Regions from separate parts of the Mus musculus genome. Here all the other regions are linked to region 2. Evidence: chromatin contacts called from public ChIA-PET and Hi-C data. All regions are on one chromosome and are shown on one strand. The core of a region is the stretch at or near the end of the contact, and the rest is flanking DNA. Distances in the headings are between cores, read along the strand shown.

Region 1 (4,360 bases), core at 659-3,158, 300 kb before region 2:
CAAATGAAGCACCACCACGAACAAAACAATTCTGTTTGTGGGCTACTCCCACGTTCAAAGTGGACCGATGTGGTAACTCTAGGATTTGAGGCCTTTTGACTTGATTATCTTCTAAAACTTGACTAAAGATGTATGGATACGTGCAGGTGTACATGCACTGTGTGTGTGCATATGCAGCAACCGCAATGATCAGTTTTAAAATTACTTCAAAGGATCATTTGTCAGTCTACTTTTATTCCCCGTGGTAACAAAATTCCCCATTTCTGCCTTAAAAGCTAAGAATTAAATTGAGTTAAAAAAAAATCCTGTTATAAAACAACTGATCCAAATTTTAACGTAGTATGTTAATTTCAATTTTGTATTTCTGTACAATTCAAAAATTTTAGAAACTCTTCTAACTTAATGCAACTTTTATCTAAAATCATATTACAGACTCAAGATCATGCTCTTATGGTCAAATAACTCAATTACTCCTTAAAATTTACCAACTCGTACAAATAAAATACCACCCTGAACTTTTAAATTGTAATTACATTTTTGAAGCAGTTAAATAAGAAAGGGTTCTTTTAATAACCAAGGAATTTCTCTTTTAATAGTTAGAAACGGGGTTCCCTTACTAACCTTTCTTTTCATTTTCTCCTTTCATTAATGACTCTGCTTTGCAAACAGCAGCTCATAGAGAATGAAAACTCAAGTAAAATGTGGCCTATACACAGAGAAAAATTTCCAATGTAAACTGCACACCTCTACCACCCAGCCACACGTACCAATCACATAACCACGACTGTCATGCAATCTGAAAGACACTAAGAAGCGGAAGGAGACTGAACACTGTAACTCTCCCCACGGGCTCTGGCTTCACTACTGGGACGCAAGCACAGGAAAGCAGCTCAGTCAGGTAGAGCAGCTGGAAACAACCAAGGACGCAGTGATGAGACACTGGGAAGTAGGAGCTCGTGTCAAAGCAAGGGAACAGAACAAGCTGCTTGAACATCAGTTCAATATACCTACAAGTTAGCGAAGCCACAGATCTAGCAAGAACATGGCTTGATTTACTTCCCCCTCGCTGCAGTTTTTTCTCAGCTGTTTTAAATGAATTGCTTTTGCAGACCTAATTCTTTTAGTCTTTGGTGGAACTAGTAGTGAAGGCAGCTGGTACAGAACTGATGATGCTTTCCATCGTTCAGATGGAAAGCCCGAGTGTCTAGCTGATAGAGAACGGGGAACATGATCTAGCTCTGTACTGCTGGAGCCTTTAATTTGATTTCATAGCAAGAAACAACGAGGTCAGGCAGGGTCATAATGGAAAACAAACACCACTGCTCAGTAGTGGCAGAAACACTTAAACCTGCACAGCATCAAGCTAGTAACATATTCTAATCATTGTGCATTAACAGAAATTCCAATAAGAAAAGTATTATCCTTGATATTAAGGAAGAGACAATAGGTACATACTTGTAAAGAATTATTTTAATAAGCCAACAAAGCAAAATAAAAGCTTTTATATTTAAAATCAATATTAAGAGCTAAAATGATAATTTATAGTTTGCCAACAAGTTAAAAAGTTGAGAAAAAAAATTCTATTTACTTCTAGAACATCAACTTCCATGTAGGAGTTTTTATTGATTGTATAGAATTTATACATTTCTATATTAATATTATTTCCACATATCATATATTCCTTGTGTATGGTTTGAACATGCATGTTGGCGTGTGTGGAGGTCCTAACCTATGTTTCTGACTGTTAGTTAATTCACATAAATACTCATAGTACTTAAGAACATTTACTTTGTTTTCAAAGGTTTGGTTAAAAGAGTACTAACAAATGGGACATGTTGAGATGACTCAGAGGTTCAGACCACTGATTGCTCTGATGGGAAACAAGCTCAAATTTCAGAACTCTCATGGTGACTCAACTATCTACAGCTCCAGTTCCAGAAATTCCAACTACTTCTTCGGGCCTCCTTGTACTCTGTGCATACACGTGTACAGACAAACATGCAGCAGAGTACCCATGCATAGAAAATAAAGGTAATTCTTTAAAAGGCACTAACTAAAGAATGAAATGACATGATAAATTCATATAGTAGGCTTACACAATTGGCTCAAAATGAGTTTTTTCTACTTAAATATAAGATATGCCAAGTATGGGGGTTCACCTCTATAATCCTGGCAGTAGAAAGTCTATGGTAGAAGAGAGGTCAGCCTAGACACAGTGCGTGGAAGATAGTCTTGAGCTATTAGAGAAAACATTTTCTCAAAAAGAAAGAGGTTCTGGAATTGGTGTCACATGCCTTTAATCCCAGGATTTGGGAAGCAGAGACAGGCAGATCTCCATGAGTTCAAGGCCAGCCTGGTTTACACATTGAGTTCCAGGACAGCCATGCAGAAACCCTATTTAAAGTAGAGGAGGGGGAGACAAACAGATACACCATGACATACTATTTTTTTTTAATTAGGTATTTTCTTAATTTACATTTCCAGTGCTATCCCAAAAGTCCCCCATACTCTCCCCCCACTCCCCTACCCACCCACTCCCACTTCTTGGTCCTGGCGTTCCCCTGTACTGAGGCATATAAAGTTTGCACGACCAATAGGCCTCTCTTTCCAGTGATGGCCGACTAGGCCATCTTCTGATTCATATGCAGCTAGAGTCATGAGCTCAGGGGGGAGGGGGTGGGGGGGTGGAGTGGGGGGTGGGGGGGTGGATACTGGTTAGTTCATATCGTTGTTCCACCTATAGAGTTGCAGATCCCTTTAGCTCCTTAGGTACTTTCTCTAGCTCCTCCATTGGGGGCCCTGTGATCCATCCAATAGCTGACTGTGAGCATCCACTTCTGTGTTTGCTATTTTTAAGTCCAATCAGTAGAAATAAAGCAGACTGATTAGCGAGATGGTACTGTTGCAGGGGCTGGAGAGATGGCTCAGTGGTTAAGAGCACCAACTGCTCTTGCGAAGGTCCTGAGTTCACATCCCAGCAACAACATGGTGGCTCACAACCATCTGTAATGGAATCTGATGCCCTCTTCTGGTGTGCCTGAAGAACAGCTACAGTGTACTCACATACATAAAATAAATAACTCTTAAAAAAAAAAAAGTAAGTACTGTTGCCTTGCAGAGGCCCTGACTTCTGTTCCCAGCATCCACACGGTGGCTCACAACCATCTCTAACTCCAGTCCAGAAGACCTGACAACATTTTCTGACCTGTGCAGGCACCAGGCATGTGTGTGGTGTACATATATACATATATGCAGGCAAAACATTTATATATATATAAAATAAAATGAAAATCTAATAAGAAAAAATTAAGCAAAAAGAAAAAACAGAGAAGACAGTTTAACTCACAAAGGAAAGTTATGTAAATATTGAATTCTTTAATAAAAACTTTAAAACTATGATTAAATACAGTACAAAACATTTAGAATTCTATCTTATGTCTATTATAATGTTTTTAAAGTCTTACATTTTTAAAATAAATTATTTACGATAAGAGTTTGAATATTTTATAAAAGAAATATTGGTACAAATAAAAATAAACATTGTAGAGAAACAGAAAACTAAAGAAAACCCCTCACAGGGAGGCTTTAAGGAAATCATTCAGTACACAATCTCTGGGGAACTGGTGAGAGGGGAACATTAAATAATAGATCTGGAGAGGGTGGGACAGGACAGAACACGTGACACACTGATCTCAAAGTCATGTATAGAGAGCCATTAACCACATACAAGTTTATGCTGATTAAAGAAACTGCTCTAATACTAATAAGAAAACTCAATGTTATGAAATAAAATGATTTTATTTTCTTGTCTCCCAATGCATAATTATGAGTTATACCTAAGAAGAAAACAAATACAGGCCAAAGGCAAAATTAAATTATTTTTCTCATACAGATTATGTACTAAATATGTCTAAGGAGACCACCAATCCAGCCAGGGAAAGAAAATATGCTCATAATCAGAAGTTATATATTCTTTTTGGAAAACTATTTCAATCCATTAAAACAAAACAAAACAAAACAAAACAAACAAACAAACAAAAATCAAAAAAGCTCCTACCCCTCCCCTCTAGTGTTCTTGGAAAGTCACTGATACTAACTAAATCAACCAATTATCAGCACTAGCAATGTGAGTGAATAGGCAGTCTGTTAGGATACTGGAGGAAAGCTGAAATGCAGGCCAGAGTTCAGATGGTAATAGACAGAACACATACTTTAAGCTTTCAATTGTGAGTATGTGAAACCTGTTTACCAATATGGAGTAGAAGACTAACTAGCATTTCTGGTAAAAAGATACTGTTAGAAAGGGAAAAGTGATCCAAAAAATTTGGTAACTTAATTCTATAGAAATATGATGTATAGC
Region 2 (3,807 bases), core at 530-3,029:
AGTCCTACCTCTGGAGGTGCCCATTCCTTCAGTATGAGGAAATAGTTACCTCTCCATGCCCTGGGACATGGAGCATGATCTAGAGGGAAATGATGTCATGAGAGGAGGAATCTGGGCAGAAAGGAAGTAGGTGTAGTGTTTAGGGACATTGACTCTGAGGTCAGACCATTCTAAATGTGATGAGAAGTTTGCCCTATTACAAGTTAATATTAACCTCACTGTGTTGCAATTTCCTGATCTGCAAAATGGGATGATGGTAGAACGACCTTACACCATTGTTTTATGATTTCCATGATTAAATGAAATGATACGTACAAAACTTAATGTCTAGCTAGTGGTTTTCTAGAAATACTAGTGATACTTAAAAATCACTGTGTCTTCAGGTTTATGTAGAAAATATTATAGTTGGAATTAATTGATGCTTTCACAATTATATTACAAAAGGGTTTTGTTATCACTATTACAAGGTACAAACACAATAAGACATTTCTTAAAAATTACATGCATTCTAAGAAATGCATTCATTGTTATGTGAACATCACAGTGTTTCCACAAATGGAATGGCTATGACGTCACTATTAGCAGATACAATCTTACAGAATTGTCACTGTATGTGTGGCCAGTTGTTGCCCAAAATGTTGCTATGAGACATGACTAAAATAACATTAGAATGAAGAAAGAGAGTGTTGGGTGAGGTCAGGAGGGCATAACTCATGAATGGCCAGCACTGTATCTACAAGTGAGTCATGTAGTTAGCACTGGGATTCTATCTGGATAAAGGAGTTTAGAGTAGGCATTCATGATTGCTTTTTAAAACAATCTTTGGGGGCAATCTCCTTTCTGCATTTCTTCTTGTACCCCATTGTATCTTAGCAGTATAGTAAGGACTTGATTTCCCTGAAAGAGAAATGTTCCCAAAACTGAATTCATTATGAATTCATTATGGTGGCTTCCAAATGAGTTATTTCTTCCTCTATTCCTAATAGGTCAAGGGCTTGACTCTATGATTAAGTTTCAGATAGGAAACCTCAGGGCTCACATCAGACCCCTTTGACCTTTGTCTATTTAATAAAGTCATCTTCTGTATTTCATAGTGTCCCCACCAGCCCCCCCCCCCACTGGTTCAGTTCCTCACTTTTTGTAAAGTGGTTTAGTTTTTTGTATTATCTTCTGGTTTTCCTTTGGGTCTCTTTTCCCCCTTGGATGCATATTCCCCAGAGAGAGAGAGAGAGAGTCAAGTTATATTCCTTACCCCAAACCTTTGTGGGATTGGTCAGTGGATAAAGGCATGAGCTACCAAGACTGATGACCTGGAATTCAATTCCCAGATCTCACAGGGTAGAGGAAAGAACTGATTCCCACAAGTTGTCCTCCGACCTCCACACCCAGGCTTGGTATATGCATACATGTGCATATGCACACACAGACACAGTACACTCAATATTAAAAATATTATAGAGCTTTGAGTGCTTTTTCATTATGTTTCAAACCAAGAAAAACCACCTGACAATCATTCTCATTGCACTGAAATGTCTTCACAGCTCACAAACAGGGTTATCCTAACTGCTGTTCCAAGTGTGCTGTTCTTCCCTTATTTTTGTATATCTGGATCTGTGTTCTCCTCCTTTCTATATCACCTGTGACACAGAGCACATTTGCCTTGCTATGGTAGAGCTCAGTGAGAAACCAAGACTTTGCTTCCTGAGAATTCAAACCCCATGGAGTGCTGCCCTCTTTTGGTTATGACAGCCAAGAGTCCCGACCACCAAATACGGAATAGAACCGGGTGACTCATCTTTTCCTTTCACTCAGAGCCCTCATGGAAACAAACAAGGCAGGGTGAAATAATTCCACTCTCTCTCTCTCTCTCTCTCTCTCTTTTTTTTTCATCTTAACTGACTTCAAAGATTATTTGTTTAGGGAGATACAAGGAAGATAAAAATCTGTATAGGAAACAGAACTTTCATATAGTAAGCATAAACTCCAGGAAAGCCAAGGATTCCTTTGACCACATCCAGCGAGCTAGGAATCCTCAGATGATCACAGACTTTTATGTATAAGGTAGGGGCTGCTCAGAGCAAACGTCCTAAAGGCCCTTTTAGATTAAGAACAAGTTCCTGATTCAGAGACTGCCGAGGCAAGGGCAGGGTTATTTTTCATACTGCCATTAAGCATCGGCACAAATGAATACTAGAGAACTTAGAAGGTAAAAAGTCGCCTTCTTTAGACCCCGTGGGTGTCAGGCTGGCATCAGCCATTCTGCTCTTGGTGCTTTAGTAGGAACAAAGCAGAGGATGATTTGAGCCCAGTGAGAACTAAAGTCACATTTTAAACAAAGGGTGATTGATGAGAGACTGACAGGAAAGAGTGGCCCAGTGACTGAGGGAATCTCATAGGACAGAACTGTTCTAGGAGAGTATAATTAGGAGTCACTTCATTTGCCTCCCTCTCCCTCTCCCTCTCCCTCTCCCTCTCCCTCTCCCTCTCCCTCTCCCTCTCCCTCTCCCTCTCCCTCTCGTTCTCTCTTCTATCTTTCTCTGTCTCTGTCTTTGTTTCTGTCTGCCTCTCTCTCTGTCTCTCTGCGCTGCCTCTGCCTCTCTTTTCTGTCTTTCTCTGTCGCTGTCTGTCTCTCTCTGCCTCTCTGTTTCTGCCTCTCTTTTCTGTCTTTCTCTGTCTCTGTCTCTATATCTGTCTGTCTGTCTGTTTGTCTGTCTTTCTCTCTCTCTCTCAATACAAATTAGTGCCTAGCATAATTATTAGCAGACTGGCTTCACCCAGCAACTGATGGAAACAGATGGAAAAGACTCATAGCCACACATTATGCAAAGCTTGAGGAATCCTGAGGAAGATGTGGAGGAAGGATTATTGTAGGAGCCAGAGGGGGCAAGGACACAAGAAAACTCACAGAATCAACTAATCTGGGCTCACAGGGCCTCACAGAGACGACTTCAGTGACAATCAGGGAGCCTGCATGGGATTGACCCACACCCCCAGAGCATATGTTACAGTTGTATGGCTTGTTTTTTTTTTGTTTTTTTTTTTTTGTTTTGTTTTTTTTTTTTGTGGGACTCCTAACAGTGGGAGTAGGAGCTATCTCTGACTCTATTTCCTGCCTTTGGGACCCTTTCTGTTACTGGGTTGCCTCCTCTAGCCTTCATAGGAGAGGAGGTACCTAGTATTACTGCAGCTTGATATGTCATGGCTGGTTGATGTCTATGGGAGGCCTGCCCTTTTCTGAAGACAAACGGAGGAGGAGTGGGTGGAGGGGTGGAAGGGGGAAGGTAAGAGAGCAAGGGACTGGGAGGAGAAAAGGAAGGGGAAATTGAGGTCAGGATATAAAAAAAAAAGTGTTCTAGGATAGGTGATTTTAGAATGCTCTATGTCTTTGCTATGAACCTCACTGAGCATCAGTGGATACAAAGACAATGACAGTAGGCTGGCATGCACTATTAATAACGAGAAAGCTCAATTCAGAGTGGCCTTGAGCTTTATCTCACATGGCAGTAAGACCCAGCTTCCTTGGATCTGAAAGGGAAAGGCATTCCAACACTGATACTCAGCGGGTGACAGGAAGCCCAACATGTCTTGGAGGAGGATAGGTTTGTGGGCTGGCACTTGATGCAATCTTGGCACTATCTTTGATTAGGAGCTAATGTTAGCAGAAGGATCAGGTGTCAGTCATGAGAAGAGCTGTCCGCCACTGTCCTGAGAAGGTCAGCAGATCCCCACCCCTTCTTTTTGAAACGTGATCTGGGGTCCACAAACAGCCACAATGACTTGGATCACTGCCACGTGCTCTATATTGGG
Region 3 (4,110 bases), core at 1,053-3,552, 360 kb before region 2:
ATAAATAAATAAATCTTTAAAAAAAAATTATGTAGCTCTGGGGAAAAGATCACCAGTTACACACGGAGACTGTCAATCTCATCTTAAAAAGGAGAGGAATGATCAGGAATGTGGCCTGACAGGGCCTGCGTGTCCTCAGGGAGCAGACAGGACGCAGTGAAGCACAAGGGAAAAGGCCGGTTGGGACTTGCAAACTGGTAGCTGCGGCCGTCTAATGAGGTAGACTCTTAAAACAAGGGGAGAGCGAGCGAGAAGGTTTGGTAACCAGTTTACAAAGAGGTCCTTGATAACAAACCTGAAGAATTCAGGCTTTATCTTGAAGATGATTTGGGGACAGTAAAAAATAGAAAGTGCCAGGAAAAGAACCTATTTCAAGAACGTGTACAAAGTACTGCACTCCCTCGTGATCATGAAGGCCGCGTAGGAAGGAAACATTTTGGGTGATAAAAAGAAAGCCTGGGGGCTGGTGAGATGGCTCAGTGGGTAAGAGCACCCGACTGCTCTTCCGAAGGTCCGGAGTTCAAATCCCAGCAACCACATGGTGGCTTAAAACCATCCGTAACAAGATCTGACTCCCTCTTCTGGTGTGTCTGAAGACAGCTACAGTGTACTTACATATAATAATAAATAAATCTTGAAAAAAAAAAAAAAAAAAAAAAAAGCCTGGACACACCTGGGCAGGGATGTTAGCGCTCACCAAGAAAGATGCCCAGCAAATGCGTTTGGAAGCAGCAGAGGCAGAATGTCTTGCATAGGAAGTGAAGACAGTAAACTGTGCAAGAGCAGAGCTTGGGATTTCTTTTTTCTTTTTTCTTTCTTTTGGTTTTTCAATACAGGATTTCTCTGTGTAGCCCTGGCTGTCCTGGAACTCACTCTGTAGACCAGGATGGCCTCGAACTCAGAAATCCGCCTGCTTCTGCCTCCCGAGTGCTGGGACTAAAGGTGCGCGCCACCACTTCCCCGGCGAGCTTGGGATTTCTTGTTTTACTTTACTTCTCTCCAGGCGACGCTCAAAAGATGCTCCAGAGACTTCAAGAGCTTCTGAGCTTCCTGCAGGCTGAGCTTTTCTAGGTCATTAGACGGAGGTATCTGGATGTGGTATATGTACGTGTGTGGAAGCGTTTCTGTGGGTGTCCGGGGAGACGAAAGGGGAACTCTGGGTACTCTCCTCCTTTGCCTTCCATCCCACGGGTTTTAGTGCTGGAGACAGGGCCATTTCACTGAACTAGGAGCTCATGGATTGTCTAGGCTGGTCAGCCACATGGATCCATCTCCATCCCTTTGCTCCTGGGGAGCAGTTGGCTCCGGTTCATGACCAGCCTATAGGTAGGTGCCCGGGATCCTAACTGGGGTCCTAATTCCTGTAGAGCAAGCGTGTTACCCCCTCCCCCACCTCCCAAACCTTCTCCTTGGTGAGCCTCTCAACTCATTAAACATCTCATTTGTTCATACACCAAGATTGTAGCATTTAGAATTACTCAGAACACAGTTCTTCTGAGTGTCCCCTTTGCTTTTCATAAGTAGCTTAGATAAACCAGTCACAATCTGTGTGGTGATGATGATGATGATGATGATGATGATAATAATAATAATGATGATGATAATAATAATAATAATAATAATAATAATAATAACAAATACTGTATCAATAGTAAACTGAATAGAGAGCTTTGCACAGAGGAAACGGTCAGTAAATATTTGTTACACAAAGGACTACAGTTTGCTGGTTCTTTACTGTAAAAAAGTAGAGCAGACTCTGGGTTTTCTGATTATAACATTCTTCCTATTGTTTCTAACTCTAATGTGCTTTCCTGACCAGTTATGGGAAAAAAGGGAGTGGGAAGACTCTCACCACAGGCATTAAGGAATGTCTCAGGATCTCCAGTGCATCCCATCTAGGCCCCGGGCTACCACACTGGAAAACACTGGAATGTGAAAGTCACCCATCTTGTGTGTTCCAGGGGTGGGGTTGAGGATGGCGGGTGGGGAGATATTTTAGAGCTACTGCCTTAAAAAAAAACCCACTCCCAAATTTCCACCCTACAACTTTATTCCTCTCCTTTTTTATGCCCCTTTCTGAATTTCCTCTAAATGTACACAGTAGTGGTATTTGCACACTAGAGTACTTTAATGTAATGCCAATTTGGAAATTTAAAGTAAAAGTACAAACAAAACACACTCAGCCCTCTTGGGTAGGTGAGTTTACGACAGAAAGAATTCAGCAGTCATCTGAGGCTAATTGCCTTTGTATAGGGCAGGGCTTGTTTCGTTCTAACGCCCCAACATCTCTCCACCCTTCTAATGATCCTGTGCCTGAACCAACAGCTGACCGGAAGATGACTCACTTCGTCACACAAATGCCTGTACCCATCCTACCATCTGGAAAGCTCTCTACTCTAGGCTAATCCTATCCACCAAAATACAGGGTTACGTTAAAAACTGACGACAAAAACCACAGAGGAAAAACGAAATAAAAAAATTACTACCGACAAAGCGACTCCTATTCTCCCATGCTTTTTCTCGTTTTCAAATTAATGGAGAAAACTGTAATTTTGTCTTTAATGGCATATCATGTGATCGTTGATAGATGTGCACATTGTGTAACGTGTCAGGAGACTTATCGTCTTCCCAAACACTGACCATTTTCTTGTGGCTGAAGTGTTCCTTACAGTCGTGTAAAGTCTACAGGACCCCCTTGCTTGCCCTTCTGTAACCAAGCACCAGCGTGGATCTTCCTTCCTATAGAACTCTACTCTTGCTACCTAGGGACCACGATCTTTTTCCTCACTGTTTTCTCTTCTACTTTCCATTTTTTCCTTTTAAAAAGATAGGTTTTGGGGCTGGTGAGATGGCTCAGTGGGTAAGAGCACTGACTGCTCTTCCAAAGGTCCTGAGTTCAAATCCCAGCAATCACATGGTGGCTCACAACCATCCATAATGAGAACTGACGCCCTCTTCTGGCGCATCTGAAAACAGCTACAGCAGCTCTGCTGAGCAAGCGGAGTTGACCAGAGCAAGTGGGGCTGATTGGAGTGAGCAGAGGTCTTAAAAATTCAATTCCCAACAACCACATGAAGGCTCACAACCATCTCTACAGCTACAGTGCACCCATATACATAAAAAAAAAAAATAGGTTTTTGTTTTTGTTTTTCAAGACAGGGTTTCTCTGTATAGGCGTGGCTGTCCTGGATCTCACTTTGTAGACCAGGCTGGCCTAGAACTCAGAAATCTGCCTGCCTCTGCCACCCAAGTGCTGGGATTAAAGGTGTGCGCCACCACCGCCCAGCTAAAAAGATAGGTTTACATTATAAAAAATAATACCAAGGTCTGGGTTACGGGACAGCGGCTCTGCATTTTATATGACACTAAATGCCCCCAGCTATAGATTCTGGACAGTATTGGAAAGAATAACTGAACTGGGTGTGGTGGCACACATCTTTAGTTCCAGTATTTAGGAGACAGGCTGGAGGATCTCTGAGTTTGAGGCCAGCCTTGTCAACAGATTGAGTTCCAGGAAAACCAGGGCTACACAGAGAACCACTGTCTCAAAAACCCAAAAGAGAGGTGTGTGTGTGTGTGTGTGTGTGTAGTCTCTTTATATGTCCTGCTGCTTCAAACTTCTGGACCCCATCATTCCTTCTGTCTCAACCCCTCAAATAGCCATGATTATAGGCACAAATATGCCAGTGCAGCTAGCCATGTAAATATGTTTGATGTGTCTTAAACGGGAGAGAAATGGGTGCTGGAGCCCTGCAGATGATCGTCTGGAGCTACGACCAATCTCACCCATTTACGCAAGGCAAGACAGTCATCCCCACTTCCTAGGTAGTCCAGAGCGGAAGAGACTGACAAGCGCGCACACGGGACGCACTTAGAGGTAAAGGATCTCTGGAGCGTGGGCCACAGTTTGTGATTCTATGAGAAAAACTTTCAGCCTCCTCTATAGTCACATGCCCAGTCTGAGTACATGAAAGTTCCAGTTGCTGCCAAGTCGCCGAGTTAGCCCACGTTTTCCTTCTTCTGCATCTGCAATACCTCGCTGTGGTTTTAGATTATATTTCATTACAATGAGCTTGGGCAGGAGTTATATGAGCCTTTGTAATATTTACC
Region 4 (3,782 bases), core at 913-3,412, 270 kb before region 2:
GAACTCAGAAATCTGCCCGCCTCTGCCTCCCGAGTGCTGGGATTAAAGGCGTGCGCCTTCTTTGCTTAACTCTGTACCCCATTTTTAAAAAAGGGTTATTTGGTTCTCTGGAGTCTAACTTCTAATATCCAGTATATATCGGACAGAGGTGTCAGATGTAGGAATGGTAAAGATCTTTTGCCAATCTGTTGGTTGTCCTTTTGTCCTCTTGACAATATCCTTTGCAAAATTATGAGGTCCCATTTGTCGTTTCTTGATCTTAGAGCATAAGCCATTGGCATTCTGTTCAGGAATTTCCCCCTGTGCCCATGTGTTCGAGGCTCTTCCCCACTTTTTCCTCTATAAGTTTCAGTGTATCTGGTTTTATGTGGAAGTCCTTGATCCACTTGGACTTGGGCTTTGTACAAGGAGATAGGAATGGGTCGATTTGCATTTTTCTATATGCTGACCACCAGTTGAACCGGCACTATTTGTTAAAATGCTGTCCTTCAACAGAGGAATGGATACAGAAACTGTGGTACATTTACACGATGGAGTACTACTCAGCTATTAAAAAAGATGAATTCATGAAATTCGTAGGTAAATGGATAAAACTAGATAATGTAATCCTGAGTGAGGTAACCCAATCCCAAAAGAACATTCATGATATACACTCACTGATAAGTGGATATTAGCTCAAAAGCTCCAAATAACCAGGATACAATTCACAGACCACATGAAGCTCAAGAAGAAGGAAGACCAAAGTGTGGGTGACTCGGTCCTTCTTAGAAGAACAAAATACTCACAGGAACAAATATGGAGATCAAGTGTTGAGCAGAGACTGAAGGAAAGGTTACCCAGAGACTGTCCCACCTGGGGATTCACCCATATTCAGTTACCAAACCCAGACACTATTTTGGATGCCAAGAAGTGCAGGCTGAAAGGATCCTGATATGGCTGTCTCCTGAGAGGTCCTGCCAGAGCCTTACATATACAGAGGTGGATATTTGCAGCCAAATATTGGACTGAGCACCAGCACTCTATTGGGTCCCCAATAAAGGAGTTAGAAAAAGGACTGAAGGAGTTGGAGGGGTTTGCAGCCCTACAGGAAGAACAGCAATATCAACCAACCAGACTCCCCAGAGCTCCCAGGGACTAAGCCATCAACAAAGGAGTACCCATGGCTCCAGCTGCATATGTAGCAGAGAATGACCTTGTCATGCATCAATTGGAGGAGAGGTCCTTGGTCCTATGAAGGCTTGATGCCCCAGTGTAGGGGAATTGAGGGTGGGGAGGTAGGAGTGGGTGGGTGCAGGAACACCCTCATAGAAGCAGGGGTAGGGAGGATGTGATAGCATATTTCCAGGAGAGAGGGGAACTGGGAAAGGGGATAACATTTGAAATGTAAGTAAAGAAAATATTCCAATAAAAAATCAATATGGGAGCACAGTAGCCACAGAGAGGAAATAAATGAGGCCTAAGTAGAAAACATCAAGATGACACAGTTCTAAAATTAAAGAGATACCCAATACTCCACCAGAAGGCTCTTAGATTCGATAAAAACTATCAGCAAGATAGCAAAATATAAAAATCAACATAAAAGACCAACAACATTACTATACTTCAATAGCAAATATTTAAGAAAGCAAAAATACTTCTTCATAACTGCCTCCAAAAATAACCCCAAGCAAACAAACAAACAAAAACTCTAACTGTAATATACTAGACCCACTGAAGGCAGTGAGAGGATTCCACAACAGCAACTGTAAAACAGTCAGACAAACTCTAACTACAATACACCAAACCTACCGAAGGCAGTGAAAGGATACTACAATAGAAATTGTAAAACAGTCAGGAAGAAAACAGACAGACATCAGAAGATGGAGAGATCTGCCATGCTCATAAACTAGAAACATGTCATGCTGCCTAGCCTTAGGTTAACTTGACACAAACTAGAGTTACCTGAAAGGAGGAAGCTTCAATTGAGAAAATGCCTCCCTAAGATCCAGGCATAAGGCCTTTTCTCAATTAGTGACTGATGAAGGGAGACCCATCTATTGTGGGTAGTGCTATCCTTGGGCTGATGGTCCTAGGTTCTGTAAGAAATCAGGCTGAGCAAGCCAGTAAACAACATCTGTTCATGGCATCTGTACCAGTGCCTACCTACAGGTTTCTACCCTGCTTGACTTCCTGCCTGCCCTGACTCCCTTTGGTGGTGAACAGCAATATGGAAGTTGAGTAAACCCTTTCCTCCACAGCTTGCTTTTTGGTCATGGTGTTTTGTTGCAGCCATAGAATCCCTAAGACAAGTGTATTATTATAGAAAAGGACACACTACCAAAACAACCTATAGATTATACACAACTCATCAAAATTCCAGGGTTATTCTTTATAATTATAATAATAATACCCTTAATATACATATAGAAGCACAAAATGCTTGCTCGTCAAAGCAATGCTGAGCAAAAACAAAATGCTGGAGTAATGTATTAGCATACCCTACTGCAATTATATTACAGAGTACACCAGCACAAAACAGACACAGAGGTCAGTAGAACAGAGGAGTCAAGCCAAATGTAACCACCCGATTTTGAAAAATACTCCAAAACATAAACATTGAAAACAACCTCTTCAACAAACAGTGGCCATGGTGAAATTGTACAGCCACCCATATAACAGAATGAAACTGGGTCCCTATTTCTCACCCTGTGTAAAGACCAAATGGGCGCAGATCAAAGATCTGCCTAAGTAAAAGAGAAAACACTTAACAAATGGGAATAGGCTCAGATTTCCTGAACAGGACCCCAATCTCTCATAAAATAATACCAACAACTGACAAATGGAATTCCATTAAACTACAAAAGCTTGTGTTTAGCAAAGGAAATCATCAAGCGACAGCCTATGTAACAGGAGAAAAAAGTTGTTAGCTTTCATTTTTGACATAATTAGTATCTAGGCCACAAGGATTAAAAAAAGAACTATACAAGAAATCAAACAATCAGTACATGGGTTAGTGAAAACAGAAGACAGTTCCCAGAAGATGAAGTATAAATGGCCAGGAAACATTGAAAATGTTATTTTCACTAGCCATCAGAGAAATGCCAATCACAATCACAGTGAGAGTCTATCTCATCCCAGTGATGATGGCAGTCATTAAGAAAACAGTAACAGCAAATCACGGTGAGGATGTGACAAAAGAGAACCCTGATATGCTGCTGTTCAGAATGTAAACTAGCATAGCCACTAAGCTCTCATATCCATAGGGGTATGGATCTAGCACATACCCCTGCTATACCAAAAACTACAAGTCACCTGCGTTGGCTGGTTTTTATATTAACTTGACACAAGTCAGGGCATCTAGAAAGAGGAAACTTCAATTGAGAAAATGCTTTCATTAGACTGGCCTGCCTGAAGGCATCCCAGTGCAGCATTTTCTTAATTAGCGGATGATGGGGAGGGCGCAGCCTATTGTGGGTAGCACCACCCCAGGCAGGTGGTCCTGGGTTGTATAGGAAAGCAGACTGCACAAGCTAAGAGTGAGCAGTACTCCTCCACTGCCCCTGTTTTAGTTCCTATCTCCAGGTTCCTGCCTTTAGTTTCCTCAATGATGAAGTGTGACCTAAGACTTGTAAGCTGAAAAAGTCCTTGCTTTTCGTCAAGTTAGTGTTTTATGACAACAACAGAACCCTAACTAATACACCAATGTACCAATATGATACTGGCACATAGATGTTTATTGTAGTACTGTTTACAATAGCCAATTTAAATAGTCCAAGTTATGGACTCCACCTAGGTGTCAATCA
Region 5 (3,883 bases), core at 892-3,391, 400 kb before region 2:
CCAAAGTTAGTAAATATTTTAACAGCCCTTTAATGGCTAACAAGGCCAAGAATTAAAAAGTTGTGGGTGGAGAGTTAAAACTAAAAAGCCATAGAGTAAAAGATGTGGCTTCCTCGAGTGAAAAACAGAGGTCAAACCACTTCCCAGAGTTTTGGAATTGCTTCCTTTCAGGTAGATGAAGGTGTGATTATACACTTGCTTAAAAATCTTTCAAAGTTTCAAGATCTCTAATAGAACGTTCCTGATGCTAGAAGAAATGTTTGGTGATATAACACACACACACACACACACACACACACACACACACACACACACACACACCAAACATAAAGAACACACACCTCCAACAAATATTTTCCCGATTGTTCAAGACCACAATTAGTTGCTGAGACTCCAGAACTTAGTTGCTACAGCATCTCTGCTGTCCAAAATACCGCTGGGGCGACTTTAACACGGGTTTACTGCGAGATAACGCTTAGCTATTGCTAAGGCTACGCTTTCTTTAAAGGTGCCTTTGCTTGTAAACACTGCTAGGGAAGTGGAGATAAAACAACCTGATAGCCCGAGATGGACACGTGGGAAATCAGAAGACGTCATCACCTCCACGAATCGATTTCCCTAACACTTGATCTCTCTCTCTCTCTCTCTCTCTCTCTCTCTCTCTCTCTCTCTCTCTCTCTCACACACACACACACACACACACACACACACACACACACAGACTCAGAGACAGACAGACAGACAGACAGACAGACAGAAGTCTAGGCTGCCAAATCCTGGGGAATACCAACTGTCTATCATTCTAAAGCAATAATCCGGTTCCAGGGGCGGAAAAAAGAGCACGTGTCCAACTTTTCTGGGTCGGGGTAACTTCCCAGCAATCATTTACTCCAAGTAAAACTCCATCCCCGCTGCAGAGAGTGGAAGGGAACTCCGGGCCCCGGACCGAGGGAGCTCCCTGGTGGAAGACTCGGGAGGCGGCCCCGAGCCCCGCACCGGCCCGCCCCGCCCGGCTCACCTCCGCCGCGGGGATGTTGACCACGCCGGTGGAGCGGCGCTTCTCCCGCAGCTTCCTCTTCTCGATCTGCCCCTTGCCTTTCCTGGCGCTGGGTCCCGAGCTGCGGCCCTTCTCCCGGGCGCTATCCGGCTCCTCCTCATCGCCCCGGGACCCAGGCGCTCCCGAGGCCGCAGCGGCGCTAGGGCACTCGTCCTCCGCCCGCCGGGAGCCGGGAGCCGCGCGGGGCAGCGTGGACGAGCCGTGAGCGCAGTTCAGGGCGCCGGGCGCGGGGGCGGCAGGTGCGGCCGCGCCCGCGGGGCCGTGGTTGAGCTCCGAGGTTCCCGCGACCGCGGTCGGGGTCAGCGATCCCGCGGGGGACTTGGCGGCTGGATCCCCGCCGCTCGACCCCGGGCCCGCGGGGTTCTGCTTGGCGCGCATCTTCTCGCGCTTCGCCTTCCACTCCTCCAGGAAGTCCGTGGTGGTGCTGCCGCCGCTCCGGTAGCCGCCGGTCGCCATGTTCCCAGAGGGGCCGGCGGGGGCGCCCCTCACGCCGCGACTCCTGTCTCCCGCCGGCGCCGCCGCCTGCCCGGGAAGCGAGAATGCGCTGGGGACTGCGCGGGGTGAGCGCGCTGCCGGACCGACGCTCTGCAAGGAAGCACACGGGGCGGGGGAGGGGGCGCGGCGTCAGGTCCCGGGGTGGCCGCGAGACAGCGATCGCCGCGCCCTCGGCGTGGCCGCGCGTCCCAGCCGCCAAGTTCGCAGGACGTACCTCTGCGGTGCACCCCGAGAAATCCGACCCCGGGGAAGGAAGAGAGAGGAAGAGATGGGCCCCACCCTCGCCGCCCTCCCCGTCGCACCCAGGTCCCCGACCCCGCACCGGGACACCCGCGCCGCTGCCACCTGTGTGCACAGCTCCCCGGGACTCCCATTCCGCTCGCGCGGGCCTGAGCTCCGCGCCGCAGACGCCTCCATTCCGAGACGGGACGCGGAGAGCCACCAGCCGGCTGGAACCGGGGGGGACGTGTCCAGCGGAGAGGAGACCCGTGCGCGAGTCCCGTGCGGGTGGCCCGGAAGAGCCCCTTACCTCCGAGAAGTTTTTAGGTGGGACAAGGAGCGTGGCGGGGATGAGGGTTGTCCAGGTGAGCCGGAGCGTCCGGGACGCGCACGACCAGCCCCGGCAAACTCGCCGGCCTGAGCTGGGGGCAGTCCCTGGCTGGAGGGAGGGAGCGAGCGAGGGGCGGAGGGGGGCGGGAACCGAGCGGGGCCGAAGCGGGGCGGAAAGGGCCGAGTCCCTGCGGCCCGAAAGGGGGCGGAGAAGTACCGCCGAAGCCCCGCCCTCCGCGCTCAGGTGCGCGGCGCCCCGCCCCTCCCGCCGCCCTGACTCCTCCCTCCCGGGAATCGCACTCAGAGCGGACACCTCCTACCCAGGCTCGCAACTTCACTGCGGGCTGCCTTCCAGCTCCGCAGATTCTAGGGCGGGATCGGCCGATCCACGCCCCTCTCTCTCCTCACTCCTCTTCCCCGCCCCTCGGGTCTCCCACCACTCTTCCTTTTAAGTACAAGACCGTATTATTCTAGGGAAAGTTGTGACTTGCCGGAGGAAAAGTGCTACCAGCTAGGGGATGATTCAGGACCTGGCTCGCCAGGGTGGGGAAATACCCACATGGTCCCTTTCCCTCGCCGCCCTTCCCTCCCTCTTTCTAGACGCCAGGGGGGTGGCAGGTAGGAGACTGAGAAACCCAGCAAGCCCCTTCAAAAGCAGCGAGTGTCGTGATTTAAAAAAAAAAAAAAAGTTAGCTAAAAGGAGATGCTAAAATGATCGATGAATTATCAAGAGTTTTTTATTCTTTCAAGATCTTGTTGGCAACCCATGCGGTCTTCACGCTGTCTCTACACCGCTTATAGGCAGATTTAGCAGCAAATCTCCCCACCATCGACCTAAAGCTGGAGAGTCTCTGACTTTCCATCTTTTCTATGCCCAGGCATGAGTCAGTCCATCCTCACCTGCGATCAGAGCTAAGGGGACTTATCTCTCACATCTGTGCAATGTCAGAGTGCATCATTTTCAGGAGCTATGAAACCGTGTTTCCCAAACAGTAAGAGTCCGGAGGCACATAGGCTGACCGAACGATTCATCGTCGTTTTGCTCAGGTGACACAATGTAGGTAAGGAGGCAGCAGGTAACACGCCACAGCAATGGGCACAGGCTATAGTGACTCACAGTCTTGCATTTCTCAGAAGCAATTCTGGTCTTTGGTCTGCCTGTTGGGCTGGACATACGATTAACTTGGAGAAGGCTTAGAAAGTTGCTTGGTAAAAGGCCTCTCCCCGCACCCCACCCAAGAAGGATTAAAAAAAAAAAACAAAACAAAAAAACCAGGCTGACTGCGAGCCTAGCTGGTACCAACTTAGGTGTGCTGTGTTGGTTTCTCGGGCTTGTTTTCTGAGGCAAGCTGGAGCCTGGCTATATAGGTTCACATTCCTGAGTTAGTTACCTGAGAATGCTCACTTGGAAGGATTAAACACAGCGCTGGAAAGAGGACAGGCTCAGCCTGGATACGCATATGTAAATTACCACAGGGATCTTTAATGTATGTTTAAATTCTCTGAATTCAGTCGCTTTCTTTACTATGAAATACAGTACCTCGTTTTTAAAAGCTGTTTTAAGAGTCGACTCTGATTGTGGTGTGCTTGATTCAAGGACTACTTCTGATAATAAGATTTCAAACAATCATAGGTTTCTGTCTGGGAAGTGGAAGAAAGGAGAAAAAGACAAGGTAAGGAATATGTATTAACTTGAAAGCAATACACCTTGAATGAACAAGGGTAACACTTATAAATACAAATTTATCTCTTAATCGTCTCTGAGTCAGGAGTGCTGGCTTG

What was found. Hi-C and Micro-C count contacts between places; a contact is called where the count stands out from the background. ChIA-PET counts read pairs in DNA pulled down with a chosen protein or histone mark.
Region 1: a contact with region 2 is called in a Hi-C map of muscle stem cells, with 1.6 times the contacts expected there. The contact joins two enhancer-like sites. A contact is called at or near these places in 1 of 15 datasets of contacts at CTCF or cohesin (large pre-B cells), 11 of 484 Hi-C or Micro-C datasets (the 3T3-L1 cell line, CD4 T cells, the N1E-115 cell line and 6 more), 4 of 115 datasets of contacts at active chromatin or transcription factors (cardiomyocytes, large pre-B cells, memory CD8 T cells and 1 more) and 4 of 9 other capture datasets (adipose tissue, embryonic stem cells, liver and 1 more).
Region 3: a Hi-C map of pancreatic cancer cells shows a contact between it and region 2, with 2.7 times the contacts expected there. The contact joins two enhancer-like sites. A contact is called at or near these places in 2 of 39 promoter capture datasets (embryonic stem cells and hippocampal neurons), 2 of 15 datasets of contacts at CTCF or cohesin (large pre-B cells and pro-B cells), 41 of 484 Hi-C or Micro-C datasets (the Ba/F3 cell line, the C2C12 cell line, the F1.1 cell line and 25 more), 19 of 115 datasets of contacts at active chromatin or transcription factors (bone marrow-derived dendritic cells, a colorectal cancer cell line, differentiating embryonic stem cells and 7 more) and 1 of 9 other capture datasets (embryonic stem cells).
Region 4: a contact with region 2 is called in an RNA polymerase II ChIA-PET map of memory CD8 T cells, with 54 read pairs. The contact joins two enhancer-like sites. A contact is called at or near these places in 1 of 15 datasets of contacts at CTCF or cohesin (pro-B cells), 24 of 484 Hi-C or Micro-C datasets (the 3T3-L1 cell line, the Ba/F3 cell line, CD8 central memory T cells and 17 more), 7 of 115 datasets of contacts at active chromatin or transcription factors (the HPC-7 cell line, astrocytes, cardiomyocytes and 3 more) and 1 of 9 other capture datasets (bone marrow-derived macrophages).
Region 5: a Hi-C map of the N1E-115 cell line shows a contact between it and region 2, with 5 times the contacts expected there. The contact joins the promoter of Pawr here to the enhancer-like site in region 2. A contact is called at or near these places in 2 of 39 promoter capture datasets (hematopoietic stem and progenitor cells and pre-B cells), 5 of 484 Hi-C or Micro-C datasets (the N1E-115 cell line, cardiomyocytes, cumulus cells and 2 more), 4 of 115 datasets of contacts at active chromatin or transcription factors (cardiomyocytes, memory CD8 T cells, stem cell-derived neural progenitor cells and 1 more) and 1 of 9 other capture datasets (liver).

Annotation. Positions count from the first base shown.
Region 1 is chr10:108,234,784-108,239,143 of GRCm38.p6, reverse strand. The region is part of intron 5 of Ppp1r12a (protein phosphatase 1, regulatory subunit 12A); the gene reads right to left. Among named protein-coding and RNA genes, the nearest start is that of Ppp1r12a, 75 kb to the right of the region's middle. Within about 2 kb of position 1,908, at least 38 of the 459 cell types and tissues checked have an H3K27ac peak or open chromatin away from gene starts, as enhancers often do. A contact at or near this core is called in the N1E-115 cell line and muscle stem cells, where this site is marked.
Region 2 is chr10:107,930,598-107,934,404 of GRCm38.p6, reverse strand. No RefSeq gene overlaps it. Among named protein-coding and RNA genes, the nearest start is that of Gm29685, 14 kb to the left of the region's middle. Within about 2 kb of position 1,779, at least 141 of the 459 cell types and tissues checked have an H3K27ac peak or open chromatin away from gene starts, as enhancers often do. A contact at or near this core is called in the C2C12 cell line, the N1E-115 cell line, cardiomyocytes and 10 more, where this site is marked.
Region 3 is chr10:108,290,088-108,294,197 of GRCm38.p6, reverse strand. No RefSeq gene overlaps it. Among named protein-coding and RNA genes, the nearest start is that of Pawr, 40 kb to the left of the region's middle. Within about 2 kb of position 2,302, at least 27 of the 459 cell types and tissues checked have an H3K27ac peak or open chromatin away from gene starts, as enhancers often do. A contact at or near this core is called in the C2C12 cell line, a colorectal cancer cell line and pancreatic cancer cells, where this site is marked.
Region 4 is chr10:108,202,026-108,205,807 of GRCm38.p6, reverse strand. The region is part of intron 2 of Ppp1r12a (protein phosphatase 1, regulatory subunit 12A); the gene reads right to left. Among named protein-coding and RNA genes, the nearest start is that of Ppp1r12a, 42 kb to the right of the region's middle. Within about 2 kb of position 2,162, at least 4 of the 459 cell types and tissues checked have an H3K27ac peak or open chromatin away from gene starts, as enhancers often do. A contact at or near this core is called in group 2 innate lymphoid cells and memory CD8 T cells, where this site is marked.
Region 5 is chr10:108,330,447-108,334,329 of GRCm38.p6, reverse strand. It overlaps Pawr (PRKC, apoptosis, WT1, regulator), which reads right to left and starts at 2,141. Exons shown (of 7, transcript NM_054056.2): 1 at 2,082-2,141; 2 at 1,019-1,642. The coding sequence starts at 1,513. Gm40755 reads left to right here and starts at 1,327. Exons shown (of 2, transcript XM_017314170.2): 1 at 1,327-3,883. The coding sequence starts at 1,597. The coding sequence ends at 2,553.